3 separate regions of the Mus musculus genome follow, and regions 1 and 3 are each linked to region 2. Evidence: chromatin contacts called from public Hi-C and HiChIP or PLAC-seq data. All regions are on one chromosome and are shown on one strand. Each heading gives the region's core, a stretch centred on a gene start, on an enhancer-like site or on the middle of the called end of the contact. The rest is flanking DNA. Distances are from core to core; before and after follow the strand shown. Region 1 overlaps Hdac4 (histone deacetylase 4). Region 2 overlaps Hdac4 (histone deacetylase 4). Region 3 overlaps Hdac4 (histone deacetylase 4).

Region 1 (2,700 bases), core at 83-2,582, 66 kb before region 2:
GTGATGCTTGCCTGCCCGACTTCCCATCCAGTCCTCTTAGCATGAGTGAAGAGTCCTTTCAGGAGTTTCCTTGAGAGGTAGTTTGGAAGGAGGTGGTATGGTGGCTATCAGGTTGTGGGGGGCCAGGCACAGACTACTTGTTGGGCAGTGGAAGTGTGACTCAAGTCCTTTGTCCTGTGGGGCCAGGGTGTGTTAAAGACCTTAGTTCTTGGTCCTAGGATCTCCCCTATTCTCATACACTGATTGTAATCAAGGACCAAAAGGCTACAATAAACCAGAGGCTGGCAGATGGATGGTTTGGCGCTCTCACACTTGAGATGGAGTGCAAAATGGCTTCTCTAGAGTAATTTTTTTTTTTGAGATAGAATGCTAGAAGCATATTTATCTTTTGTAAGGAGTAATCCATGCATTTGATGTAACATGCTGAGTATCATTAACCATGCATTTGATGTGACTTGGTTGTAAATAGTTAGATATGCATTTGATATAACTCGCTGTGTATACTGAACCATGCATTTGAAGTGGCATAGCTATGCATAGTTAGCCATGTATTTGATATGACAGGGCTGTATATAGTTAAGCATACATGTGATGTGATGTGGCTTTGCATGGCTAGCCATGTGTTTGATGTCACATGGTTGTATGTAGTTGACCATGCATTTGATGTCACATGGCACCTGGGGTGTACAAAGAGGATGGTAGCAGAAAAAGCCTCGCTTGTGCACACATCCCATCCTGGGAGGAGGCTGCTGCTGCTGCAAAGGCTACATCTCTCACATTCCAACTTTCTCATCTTTAGGTTGTCTCCTGATTTGCAAACTTTAAAATCCAGTTCTTGAGAAAGGGATAATAGCAATAGATTACAAGATCAGAGGCATCTAGTCATTTCTATAGACACCCCAACCATGGAGTGTGCACACTGGTGGGGCCTTGCAGACGCCATCTGAAGGGGGCCTCTGGGAGAAGATTGGCTCTGGGGCAGGCCACTGGATACTGTGGCCAGCCACAGCAGAGCCAGGCATTGTGGCAGGACCTCCCCAGCCTGGGCCTGGGCCTGATTTACCAGCCTGGAGCTGCTTGGAAGACTTGGGTGTGCTGCTCCCAGAGGAGGAGTGGCTCCGCTTACACACTCAGCCTCAGGCCTGTAGCCCAGGCCAAGTGGTTTCTTAAAAAGAATTCTTCCTCCCCTGATTAATTTCTGGCATGCAGTGCTTGGGAGCTCTTGCGTCAGTAAATCGTCACGAACCCTCAGTCGTCTGGATCAGACATAAACACCAGGCCCAGCTCCACCACCCCTGACATCCTGCCAAGCCTACTTGCCCTCAAAGCCTCAGGACAGGCAGCTGCAGAAAGAGAGGCAGGGACTATTGCTGCTCAAAGTCCTCTCAGAGAGTGCCTAACTGCCCTGCATGCCGTGCTCGTGGGCCAGGATGCTAGGCTCAGATGTGACTTATTTATGGGACTGTGTGCTGTTTCTCCCCTGACATTCCAGACACATCCACTGGGTATTTTACTCTTTGGGAACAGTTACTGCCTTCCGTTGGCATTCTGTTTGAGTTTATAAAGGTCCCTGTGTGAGATTCACCTTGTGGTTTTAGCATCAGGGGAGTCTAGAGAGTGAGTATGTTTCCTGCTGTCTGGACAGAACTTTCTGAAGTCTGAGGAATTCAGTGAACTCCCCATCAGGCCTTCTCACCCATAGGTGAGGCCGTCTCTCCTCTTGTCTCCTTCCTCCCCTCTGTCTAAGACACACTTTTCGTCTTGGCGTGTAATATCAGAAGAGGCCAGAACAGGTGAAGTTTCACCAGAGCTTCTTCAGACTCCTGGAAAACGACTTGTAACTGCTGTCCTGCAGTCAGTGGGAGACACAAACATTAGGGCTTCCTAGGGTATCTTTAGGGAACATGTGTGGCTGTAGCCTCTGTAATCCAGCTGTTGTAGATACTAAGGGGTGATATTGGGGGCCCTGGCCATATTTTATGGTTGTGTCAGGCCATGCTGTGTTTGAGACAGAGTTCCTTAGAGGCTCCAGAGGCAGAGTTACAAGTGTAGTGTTGAGTGAGGTCTTGCCCAGGTAGCCTGTGCAGAACATGTTATCAGGGTCTTTCATTATTTTCTTCTAATTTTCCACCTCTACATCCTTGCCACAGTTTAAGGAAGATTTATGAATGAAAAGTAAATCTAGGGTGTAAGCAATACTAACATATGTGATGCTAAAGACAGAGTGACCTGTTTTAGCCATAGTGTCCCTTGGTGGGTTCTAGGGCTCTGCCATGGTGGAGCTAGAGTTCAACGCTTCCCATAACATCTGAACTATATGCTAGGCATGGCCGCTTTCCCCCTGACCCCAGGTAGTGGAAGAATGCTTATTAGGCTCAAGCTCGCTTGTTAATGTCATTTGTTCCCTAAGCCTTATGCCTTTCTGGGAATGTACAGCTTCTGCTGCAGGTGTGGTGAGGCCCCATGGCTGGGACAAATGTTCAGGTGCAGCTGAGAGAACAGAGCCAAGCAGGGCTCAGCTTATGAGACCCCAGGTCCCTGTGGCTTCTGGGGGTTCTACAGTCTCTGGTTTTGAAACATGTTTAGTATAGGCAGTTAATCAGTCATCATAGGCTTTTCCTGGAAGTGTGTGTGTGTGTATGTGTGTGTGTGTGTGTGTGTGTGTGTGTGGTGGGGGGTACTATTGCAGGTGATGTGGTC
Region 2 (2,700 bases), core at 59-2,558:
GTGAGATTTGAACCCTTAAACAAATCCTAAGCACTGTGGTTTTCTTCAGAGTGCTGAATGGGTTTCCAAGTCAGCAGAATTTTCTCTTGGACTTGCCATCACCAGACCTCTGCCTCCACACCTCTGGAAGTGTATGACCTGGCCAAGCTGCATACAGGCTGGTAGTCCTAATAGTTCTAATAGATAGTCCTAATAGACTGCCTTTCAACGTAGGCCCCAGAGAGTACCCTTCTAGCTTCTTGATGACTGCGGGTGTCAACCCTTGGGCTCTGTAAGAGCTCCCCAACCTCTTTCCCATGCCCACTTTACTAGTTAGTACTGTGGTCCTAGTTTATTTCCTTCTCAGCATTGGAAATGAACCTTTAAGTCTTCCTGAGCCCCATGATCCTCATCATGGCTCTGGGACCCACAGCCATGCTCCTGTCCCACTGTGCTCTTCCAGACATACAGTGCTGCCTGTGCTCCATCCTCAGCCTGTGCTTCCCTGCTCCTGTAGAGCTCTTTCTTTCTACACACCCAAAGTGTGCTTTACACAGCCCTTTCTTCATGTCCTTAAGATACCTGCTCAGAGGCCATCACCATTGTCTCTCATACCACACAGTCCATTTACTAGACCTTTTGGCTGTTGGGAGTTTGGGGTGCCAGGACTCGGTATTGGCCAGAATGTATCCTTCAGACCCTCCAGCTGCTCAGCAACTAGCCAGGAGGACACACTGTCAGTGCGTTTCTGGCAGAGTGATGCCATGCACCCTGTGCTCAGTGCCCTGTGTGCAGATCAGTAAGCTAAATGCTGCATGGGAAGTTGGTTTACTACCTGGTCAGCACCAACTTGGGACAAGGACAGTAACTGTCCTTTCCCTTCCTCTTCCCACCCTGAGGACTAAGCTCAGGTGAAGGAAGCACTTAGACAATACCTAACTGGTCAAACAGGAGCCTGACTTGTGAGACTCCTAATTTAGGACGTAGGCTCAGTGCTAGGAAGATTCTCTAACACCAGTCTAGAAAAAGAAAATGTCTTTTTCATGAATTAAAGCAAATATTAATTCTACAAAATTCCAGAAGAGAAAGTCTTTGAGCCCACACTGCCCTTGTGGTGGAGGGGAGAGTGATCTTGGAGCCTATACTGGTCAGTCCACCCCTTCGGCACTTGGCTGCCATGCCCTCTATGCTATCCTCGCTCCTGGCATCCAAGGCACCAGGCTTCTCAAACACGTATCATCAAGACACCAAGAGCACCACAGGGCAGGCAGAGTCACAGAGAGGGTGGCTAACAGGCTCAGCACTGTTTAGCCACAGGGTGAGCCGACGCTGACTCTGATGGCTGCTTAGGGCTTATTGTTGTGGATTAGTGACTCATTCCTTTGAGCTGATTGTTAACGTCTACCTGTTCCCCAGCTTCCTGTCACTTAACCACAGACACCTTTAGCTGATTTGTGATGTTCAACAGTGTGGACAGTGTTTGGAGGCAGGCTCATCCATAAAGTAGGTTTGGTTGCTGACTCACCCTTTTCAGGGAGTCGGATGCTTTGGCATTTGTGGGGTGGAGCACCTTAGGGAGGAGCTAGCCTAGACTCTGACTGAACTCAGATCATGGTCTTCCCTACAATATAAGTCAACCTAACTCCCCATATCAGCCAGTCTTGATCAGATCAACAGACAAGGGAGTCCAGCTGGAAGGTGGTTCTGCAGGACTGATGTAGCTGGGCAGGTCTGACCCCAAACCTCATAGGCCACAAGGCCCCAGGTTATGGCCTTTCCCTTCTCCTCAAGTCCTCTGTGAGTTGGCTACCACAACTTCTGCTTCTACAGATAGACAGCTGATGTCTGGAGTAGGTAAGGTTAGTTCATTCCCAGTGGGCATCAGAGCTGGGGCTGCATCTTTGCTTGAGATAATTGTCCCTGTACCATGTCCTTTGCCTGACTGAAGGTGCCTATATTGAGAGCTGCTGCTTGTAGTTCAAGAGCCTGTGGGTACTGCTGCACTACCCTTTGTAGTCGTCATCCATTACTTGTTACATGGGCTCTGGGGGAACATGCATATCTTATTTCCAAGGTTATTTTCTCCTCCTCTACTTTGAGTAAAACTGTCCTGAAACAATGCACCCAGTTACTCCCCATCCCCCAGGGATGAAGATGTTCTGGAGCAGAGAGATGAGTGCTGTTTGCAGACCTGTCTAGGTCATCATCCTATCTGTGTGCCCATTTATAAATGTCTGATGGATCATGTTGTTCTCTGAGGCGGACCTGTCCCTGAGAGCCAATGTATAGCACCTTCCACAAGACACCTGCCCCTGGTCAGGAGACACTACAACGTGGCTAAGGCGACCATCCAGACAAAGATGTTTCTTCTGTGTATTCCTTTGCATCCTTGCTGTCACACACCTGCTGGCTCACTCAGTGCTTGTTGAGCCTCTGACACACCCAGCTATGTGTACTGTGCCAGGACCCCCTATGGCTAAGCTAGGCCTGCTCTTCCCTTGGACAGTGCCTGCCTGTGGGTGTGCTGTCTTCCACACATGTTCCTCTGTGAACATGCTGTGTGTTTCTTGTTTCTAGAGCTTCTTGGCTATGTGCATACTGCCACTTTCTACATTTATATCTTCCTAGGGAAGATGTTCTAGTGGTAGACAGTTTGGGGTTCTTTGTGGCTCAGGCCTGACCCTTCCCTTTGTTTAGGCCTCTGTGTGATGTCTGAGTGTT
Region 3 (2,700 bases), core at 3-2,502, 120 kb after region 2:
CACACACAGCATTGACATGGGCATGCTGCCTTCCACTTGCATATGTATGTACACAGCATATCAGATGCCCAGGAAGGCAGGGAGTGCAAAGCCTTAGATGGGGAAGATACAGCACTGAAACCAAAATTCAGTCAGTCGGATGAAGATACAATCCAAAAGCCAAACTAATAAGCATGTTAAGCGAGCCTCAGTTACTGAAGATGATACCCAGCTCCTGTGTTTATTAGGGATGTTGAGGGGAGTATCTGGCGCGCTCCACTCAACGTGTCCCTCTGCCTTTGCAGGTTTTGGGTACTTGACAAAACAGCTGATGGGCTTAGCTGGTGGCCGGCTTGTGCTGGCCCTTGAGGGAGGCCATGACCTGACAGCCATCTGTGATGCTTCTGAAGCCTGCGTGTCTGCTCTGCTGGGAAACGAGGTATGGAGCGGTCCTGGCCCTGCAGAGTGTGCTCACCACAGGCACCAGGCCGCTGCACAGAGCTCAGACGGCAGAGGCCAGCCACCTCCCATCTGAGGGGCAGTTCACCCAGCACGGGGCTACAGCTGTATCCCAGCCCGGGTAGGATGTCTGACCTTGGCTAAGAGATGAGCAGAAGGGACACAGAGCGGGGCCAGGACACAGAGGCACTCGCTGCAGCACGTTCTCCCTTCCTGTTTCACTCGTGTGGAGGATAACGTGCTGGCCAGGCCTCATGCTGCTCCTCAGCTCTCCAGTGTGGTCCGGTGTCTATGGGAGCTTGTCTGCAGGCTTGGGTGGAGTCAGCATGCACAAGCCGAGCTTTCAGCTTAGGGCTGGGCTGGGACCTCTTTACTCAGCTATCATATATCCTGTGACTCAGGAGCAATGCTTAGATTCGGGTTCTGCACTGCCCCACTAGTACTGCCAGGCAGAGTTGGGGACATTGGCCTGCACAGTAGTCTTCAGTGGGTCAGTCACATAAAGTTTTTGAGGGTTAAAGTACAGTGAGCACCATGTGAGTTCCCTCCTGCTATGTTGATGAAGACCCCTTGTTGACATTCCTAGCTCCTTGTGTTTATAGCTGCACACAACAGAGACCCAGTTGGAATGAGCTTCAGGTTAGAATGAAGGTGATGTCACATAACCCTGGGAGCCCCAAATGCTTGTGGTAAAACTGACACATAACCTTCATTGAAGAATTCCCAAATCTGAATCTGTCTAGGCCAATGGTTCTCAACCTTCCTAATGCCCTATTAAAGGAACTCTTTTATGCAGTTCCTCAGATTGTGGTGACCTCCCCCCCCCCAACCATAAAGTTACTCATTGCTACTTCATAACTGTAACTTTGCTACTGTTATGAATCATAATGTAAATCTGTTTTCCGATGGTCATAAGTGGCCCCTGTGAAAGGGCCATTCAGCCCTCCCCCTACCCCCACCCCCCGCAGAAGGGTCACGACCCATAGGTTGAGAACCACTAGTCTAGGCCTCTCTGGCTGGTATGTATATCTGTTACCTAATTTATGTATGTGATTCTTGCTTCATAGATCTTACTCACATTGATCCCCTATGGGTGCTGTTTAGGTGCTAGGAAGGAAAGAACCAGGAGTAAGGAGCACACCACACAGATCCTGGAGCCTGTGTCACATAGGAGCCCCTCGGCTTCAGGATTAGAGTGGCAAGTGGGTCAGCAGCTCTGCGATCTGCGGCGCCTGCTGCACCTGCTCTTCTGGGCTTATGAAACTGCTGTCCCCACCATGTAGGCCAGGGACTAGATGGCTCTTAAGGAAGACCCTCTCTGACCTGGTTTGCCAACACCTGCCAGCCCAGGGTTGGCCCATGTGACACAGAGATCAGGATTGCTCTTGAAGGTTCTTGTCAGAATTGCACACAATACCAGACTCAAAGTTAAATGCATGTTCTGTGTGGTGTGCTCTGCAAGTTTCACTCTAGAAAGCACAGGGTAGGAGAGAAGAGTGAAACTGCTGCCTCACTATGTACAGCTTTTAAGCTTCTGGAACCAAATGCATATTCCTCCCTCAACCTTCTGTGGACACTATTATAAGAGAAACCCTGCTAGTTATGCCTTGCTACAGCTCTGACCCATGCCATCAGTGGGGTGTTCCTTCATCAGAGAAAGTAGGTGTACACCTTAGCCAAGTCTTTCCATCAGGCCCTGAGTACATCAACCAAGCACTGAGCCTCACCCCCCAGCCCCCACTCCCCAGTCTCATGGTTGCCAAACCTCCCTGCCCTCCATTGTAGCTGTCATGAGAGAAAACCATCTAAACTCAAATAGAGAGCAGGTACTTAAGGAGGCGGGTCAGAGGCAGCAGTCAGCCACACGTGTCCCCAGCCCTGCCTGGCCAGCAAAGCTTGCTCCCACTGACTTCCCTGAAATCCTAAATGTGAAAAGGCCACCAGACTAATTGGCATTATTTTCCAAGATTTCCATTTATACATAGGTCTCCACAACATTTACCTTTAGACATTTTCCCTTATGGGAAAGATGAAAGAGAGCACACAGGATACTTTCCTACTGTGTGACTCCTGGTCTAAGGTTATTGAGGATGCCAGATGCTCATGGGTAGGCTCAGAGCCCTGACATAGTGGCAGCTAGCAACTGTGCTCAATGCTCCAGGAAGCCTAGGGATGGCAGCCTGGCCTAGGTTCCCCACAGCATACTGCAGATCCTGACCCTACTGTAGGAAGCTAGGAACTGGAATTCAGAGACATGGGCTC

The links. A called contact is a pair of places that touch in the nucleus more often than the background predicts. HiChIP or PLAC-seq counts read pairs in DNA pulled down with a chosen protein or histone mark.
Region 1: a contact with region 2 is called in a Hi-C map of CD8 T cells, with 2.0 times the contacts expected there. The contact joins two enhancer-like sites. A contact is called at or near these places in 1 of 39 promoter capture datasets (pre-B cells), 8 of 484 Hi-C or Micro-C datasets (CD4 T cells, CD8 T cells, Th2 cells and 4 more), 7 of 115 datasets of contacts at active chromatin or transcription factors (CD8 T cells, the HPC-7 cell line, Th17 cells and 3 more) and 1 of 9 other capture datasets (adipose tissue).
Region 3: a contact with region 2 is called in an HNF4G HiChIP or PLAC-seq map of pancreatic cancer cells. The contact joins two enhancer-like sites. A contact is called at or near these places in 2 of 484 Hi-C or Micro-C datasets (bone marrow-derived macrophages and natural killer cells), 2 of 115 datasets of contacts at active chromatin or transcription factors (bone marrow-derived macrophages and pancreatic cancer cells) and 1 of 9 other capture datasets (adipose tissue).

The regions. Positions count from the first base shown.
Region 1 is chr1:92,129,178-92,131,877 of GRCm38.p6, reverse strand. The region is part of intron 2 of Hdac4 (histone deacetylase 4); the gene reads left to right. Among named protein-coding and RNA genes, the nearest start is that of Hdac4, 50 kb to the left of the region's middle. Within about 2 kb of position 1,332, at least 154 of the 459 cell types and tissues checked have an H3K27ac peak or open chromatin away from gene starts, as enhancers often do. A contact at or near this core is called in CD8 T cells, Th17 cells, Th2 cells and 1 more, where this site is marked.
Region 2 is chr1:92,063,204-92,065,903 of GRCm38.p6, reverse strand. The region is part of intron 2 of Hdac4 (histone deacetylase 4); the gene reads left to right. Among named protein-coding and RNA genes, the nearest start is that of Hdac4, 120 kb to the left of the region's middle. Within about 2 kb of position 1,308, at least 64 of the 459 cell types and tissues checked have an H3K27ac peak or open chromatin away from gene starts, as enhancers often do. A contact at or near this core is called in CD8 T cells, Th17 cells, Th2 cells and 2 more, where this site is marked.
Region 3 is chr1:91,943,618-91,946,317 of GRCm38.p6, reverse strand. Hdac4 (histone deacetylase 4) reads left to right here. Exons shown (of 27, transcript NM_207225.2): 24 at 285-418. Among named protein-coding and RNA genes, the nearest start is that of Gm46242, 65 kb to the right of the region's middle. Within about 2 kb of position 1,252, at least 15 of the 459 cell types and tissues checked have an H3K27ac peak or open chromatin away from gene starts, as enhancers often do. A contact at or near this core is called in pancreatic cancer cells, where this site is marked.